2 separate regions of the Triticum aestivum genome follow, and region 1 is linked to region 2. Evidence: chromatin contacts called from public Hi-C data. All regions are on one chromosome and are shown on one strand. Each heading gives the region's core, a stretch centred on a gene start, on an enhancer-like site or on the middle of the called end of the contact. The rest is flanking DNA. Distances are from core to core; before and after follow the strand shown. Region 1 has its middle 5.6 kb from the start of LOC123045301. Region 2 holds the start of LOC123045297 (splicing factor-like protein 1).

Evidence for each region. Hi-C and Micro-C count contacts between places; a contact is called where the count stands out from the background.
Region 1: a contact with region 2 is called in a Hi-C map of leaf, with 5 times the contacts expected there. The contact joins the enhancer-like site here to the promoter of LOC123045297 in region 2. A contact is called at or near these places in 3 of 5 Hi-C or Micro-C datasets (all in leaf).

What each region holds. Positions count from the first base shown.
Region 1 is chr2B:430,305,757-430,308,456 of IWGSC CS RefSeq v2.1, reverse strand. No RefSeq gene overlaps it. Among protein-coding and RNA genes, the nearest start is that of LOC123045301, 5.6 kb to the left of the region's middle. Within about 2 kb of position 1,281, at least 1 of the 8 cell types and tissues checked has an H3K27ac peak or open chromatin away from gene starts, as enhancers often do. A contact at or near this core is called in leaf, where this site is marked.
Region 2 is chr2B:429,691,796-429,694,495 of IWGSC CS RefSeq v2.1, reverse strand. LOC123045297 (splicing factor-like protein 1) reads right to left here and starts at 1,386. Exons shown (of 2, transcript XM_044468300.1): 1 at 1-1,386. The coding sequence starts at 1,282.

The sequences.
Region 1 (2,700 bases), core at 32-2,531, 610 kb before region 2:
CTAGGTTGAGAGATACACGAAAAGCCTGAGACAGTGTAAGGTCAGCGACTCCCGATCCTTTTGTATGGCATGAGTAGCTCAGCCTGAACCCCTCAAACATTGACAACACATCACCGTGCACACGAACCCATACAGAAATTTTGATGTGCATGTGCCCAAAGCGGTGCCTTTGAAGCAGTGATTTCCCTGAAAGAGGCAAAAGCAAAAGGTGAGGTGAAAGAAAAAGGGAAGGAGGTAAACACTCCAAGATGGAAGTGGGCAAACTCCTTTTTGGCTTAAGAGGTCGATGATGCGGGCATGGTAGCCAATGCTTCTCCTTCTCTTCTGCTAGGGTTGCTGAAGATGGTTGATGTTGCCATCATGCATAGATCATTGCCCTAAAGGAGTTGGTCTTTATTTGCGAGGATCACATAGATGGTTGATGGTGGATGATTAGATAGTACGTAGCATTATCATTTGGATTTGGAGTAAGTATTTTTTGTAGTATTACTAGTGAGTGGAGAGCACAAGGACCAAAAAAAGCTGACCTAAGGTAGAGTTCACATTACATGCATGCATACATGGTGGGCAGCCTCTGCCTCTGCCTCTGCCCTGACATGCTCCATGTCTCCCAGCCTTTTCTCCCGCATAAAGCAAACCCACACACTCCATGTAGCACTTGGATGCACTTGTTGGATCTTGTGCAATCTTTTTATCTTTACACTTGCTAATTTCTCTCTCCTTTTTACCATGACGCAGGCAGCAAAAGCTACTGCATAAAAGTCTGATTTTGCGTGCTACTCTCAGTTATCCTCCATAACTCTGTCCAGCTTGTTGGCCCAGTCCCAGCGCCGATGGACGAACGACGATGAGACAACGCTAAGCTAGCCGAACCAATACACGTACGTGGCATGTTTGATTGACTTGATCTCTATAGTGCTCATGCACATCTTGATCGACTTGATCTATATGGTAATCATGCATACCTTTCTCAACACGCACGCGTAACAGCCAACCGATCTTTGCTTTGATCGATTTCGCCGGGAACACTAAAAAGCCACCACATTTTCAATTCTGGATTTGCTACCCCATTTCTTGGGCGCTTCAAAAATCTATCTATTTTCTTACTAATTCTTTCAATAAATACTAATGACCGATTTAGGGCAAATTAATTCAGTGCTAACATACCCGGCCCCGTTGGTCACATCCACATGACACTATATGACGCATGCACCAGCTGCCATGGGTTGCCGCCGCCGCAGCATGCCGTCAGCGCATACTCTACTATTTTTTGTTGTCAACTTTCCTCCAGCGACAGGCACGAGGCCACCCACCACTTGTGTTGCTCCTGTGGGTTGTTGTCGGCGTTGTGGATACGGGGGTATCCAGACTTGTCTGCCTGCGGCCCGCGGCGTGGCTCCATCGACGGTCTGGTACGACCCAGCTTCGACATCGACAACTCAAGACCCTCGCGAGGGGCCAAGCCTCGCGAGGCGGACGACACCAAGACCTCCAAAGGGATCAGCCTCCTCAGGCTGCCTCCCGAGGAGCGGAGATTTCTATGCAAGGCTCACCTCGTGAGGTTCGAGTGACGTGAGTCATGCCGATCGAGGCCAGACGGGGGCCAGCGGGCGTAGTGTATCAGTTTCCTCTTCGGTGCAAAGGAGACAAGCAGCAGGCACGGAGTCCCGAGGAAGCGGCCAAAGGTTTCCATTCTCGTGTAGCAAGACCAAGACCGCCAGGACGACAGGACGGAGGTCATCACCGAGCCCACCATGGCGTCACGACCAGAGGCTTTTGCAGGCGAAGACCACTTTAGTCAGATAAGATGTACTAGTTGTCTCTCTTCAAATTTGGCCGTTGTGGGATCCCTTCCCGGATTCGTTTGGAAAGAGGACCAAGGCCACTATAAATAGGACCTAGCCACCATGGAGACGAGAGATCAAGTCGACCGCATCCATTCCACCCACACCAGCTTATTTGAGCTCAAGAACACACCTCCTGAGGTTGTTCGCCACTGTACTAGTTTGTCCTCAGCCCCACGAGGCAAATCCACCACAAAGCAGGAGTTTGGGTTTTGCACCACAAGGTGGCCCGAACATGGGTAAACTGATGTGTCCCCTTTCCTTCGAGCTCGACGCGCTAGGCTGTGAGATTGGTGAGTAGGCAGACTGGGGAGGTTGAGTTCTCCGCACGCACCCCAGAGTTCGAACCTCTCAAGGGTTTGTGGAACCCGAAATCCGACATTTGCCGAGACGGCGGCGCCAGGACCCGAGCTGCTCCGGCCGGTGCTGACACTCACCATCTCCTGCTGGTGGAAGGTGGAGACGAGGACATGCAGCCATCCCACCCCTCCCGGTCGCCGCTGCCCCGCATGGCCATGCCCACCCTCCCGTTGCCCCACCCAATCCACGGCGAGGTGGTAACGCATCGACGCACCAGCTAACAGGACAAGGCCACTTCGTCGTCGTCTCGCTGCTCTTCGTGCGGTTGCGTTGGCCACCCCATGATGCTCCGACGGCCTTCCCTATCGTCCGACCACCACCTATGCCTATGCACCTGAGGTGTTTGATGTAATGCCCTCAAAGAGAAGAAGGTCCGAGAGCGATGACCATGCTGACGGGTGGGCCCTCCGTCCAACTTAACGATCAACAAACAGTGTGACCAGTCTGTGCCATGTTAGCGCTTATGGCGGGCTTGGTAGGGCAGAAAATGGAATTA
Region 2 (2,700 bases), core at 137-2,636:
CATAATCCTTCTTGAGCCCGTTGGCTCCTGTTGTTGCTGCACCATTACCCGCAGCCCAGGGTGAGTTACTGCCACTACCACCACCGCCGGCGCCGCTGCCGCCACCACCTGTTATAGCCAGCATCGGACCACCAGACTTGTTCATGGACTCAGGTGCACTCCCACCAAGCTCAGCAAGGAAGTTCTGGTACTCGTCGTCCATTTTCTTGCCAGATGTGCCCTTCACTGGACAATCAATTGTAGGGTGGCCACCATCGCCACAGATCTTACACTGCACCTCGCTCTTAAACGTTGTTGTCCTGTTCGGGCATGCATACTGCCGGTGACCCGGCTCCCCGCAAGTCCTACAAAACTCATCGTCCCTGATTGTTCCATTCAGGGCTGCAAGCTCCCGCAGCTGCTGCCGTTTGTGCTCATTTAGCACTTCGTCAACAGGGGTAAGCAGCTTCTCCACCATGCCTGCAGCAGCCTCCAACGCTTCTTGGGTATCAGCCTCAACAAGCACATGAAGATCCTCATTCTCACTGGGATCTGGCTTCAAGTCCCTCTTCTGCAACAACTTCCCTTCCTTGACGCTGCCCTTCCCTCGGATTACGATCTTGGCCCCCGTCTCCTTCTCCATCCGCTTCTGTGTGTTGCCACGGGGCCCAATAATGAGCCCAATAAAGTTGTACCCAGGGTACTCCTTCATGGGGATGTAGAGCTTCTTATGGAGCTTGGGTGGGCGGTAATCAGCCGGGGGCTTGAAGGCGGGATTGCGGCGGATCAGCTGGGAGATGATCTCCTGCCGCTCGCGGTTAAGGCGCTCCCTCGCCCGGTATTCGCGGGTGTTGATGCGGATGCCCAGGTTATCGTATATTGGCTCAGGGGACGGCGAGCGGGCGCCCTCAGGGCGGTCGTCGAGGGGGAGCCCCGACTGCAGCAGGCGCGAAATCTCCAGGAGGCGCGAGTTGAGGTTGTGCACCTCGGGATCCATCTCGGCGGCGAAGTCCTTCATGAAATCCGGAAGTGCGATGGTCGGGCGGGGCTCCTCCTCGGCCCAGCGCGACTTCCGCTTCCGTCCTCCCGCGCCGCCCTCGCCGCCTGAATTGGCACCGGATTCGTCGTTGGACTGCTCCCATCGGCTGCGGCGGCGGCGGCGGGAGGACGAGTCGCCGTCGCCAGCGGCGTTGGCCGAGCCGTTGTGGTGGGGCTCGGAGGAGGCGTCGCGCGAGGCATCGCGGGGCGGGTCGGACGAGGGCTCGCGAGATGGGGAGCGGGCTAGGGTTTCGGCAGAAGCCATGGCTGCGGCGTCTTGTGGGAGGAGGAAAGCTGTGGGGAATTTGCTTCTCGCGATTTCGGTTTTATGACTCGTGGGAGATTTGTCCCGTGGAAATACGATTTCGGGGAAAGGCGGTTTATGTTCGATTGGGTTTCTCTGGACCACGTGCTGGGCCGAAACAGGAAAAAGGAGTCGGGCTCTCTTTTATGTGGGCAAGTCATGGGCCAGATACATAATAGGTCTAGGAAAGCCTCGCGTCATGGAGCGATCAATGGGCCGGCCCAGGCGGCCGGGAGGACAGGACCTCGTTTCTTTCTTTTTTTACGTTTTTAAATTTCATTTTTACTCTCGTTTATACTTCCAAATATTGTAAAAATATATTACTAAAAAATTACATTAAAAAAATATTAGCCAAGCATACGAAAATTGTTAAATGTGTATAAAGAAAATGTTTCTCGTGGGAGATTTTTTGAATAGAAATTGTGTGAAAAAAGTTGATCATGTATTTAAAAAATGGTAATAAAGCATTTAAAAAATGTTAATCAAGTATTTGAAAATTTTAAATGGGTATAGCAAAAATAATGACCATGTATTCAAAAATATTTAAAAAGTATTTCATAAATGTTAATCAAACATTAAAAATATATTAAATGTATATTTAAATAAATTAATCTTATAATATATTTTAAAAATGTTAAACTTGTTTTTGAAAAATATTAGTCAAGCATTTGAACAATATTAAATGTATATAGAAAAAATGTGGATCGTGTATTAAAAAATACTAATGTTTCATCTGAAAAAATGTTAATCAAGCATTTGAAAATATTTAAAATGCATACAGAATTTTTTTGACCATGTATTCAAAAAATATTTAATCTTGCATTTAGAAAATATTAATCAAGCATTAGAAAATATTAAAAATGCGTATAGAAAAAGTGTTGACCCTATATTAAAAAATGTTAATCTTGTATTTGAAAAATGATAATCATGTATTAGAAACATGTTCTTGACGTATACGAAAAATATAGAATGAAAACCTAAAGAAACAAAGAAAGTCGGAAAAATAATGAAATCCAAAAAAGAAATCAAAGAAAAAAGAATATTAAAAAAACCAAAGAAACAACTGCAGAGAAAGAAACAAAGGGGAACAAAGAAAACCATGAAAACAAGAAAGAAATAAACAAACCCGAAGAGAAACAAAAGGGAAAAAGAAAAGAAAAAAGTGAAACAAAAGAAACAATAGCAAGCGAAAAAATAGTGAGCCAATGAAGCAAAAGACACAGGAAACGGTCGACCCAGTTGCTTCGTGAGGAGCTTTTCCGTTCAGCCGAGAGCAGCTTCCGTCTCGCGTGAAGCGAGATATAGCTCTCGTGTTGGAGAAGTGTTGGCCCTTCTATTTTGACGGAATTTCCTATAGACGCGGTATGAGCCGGCCCATT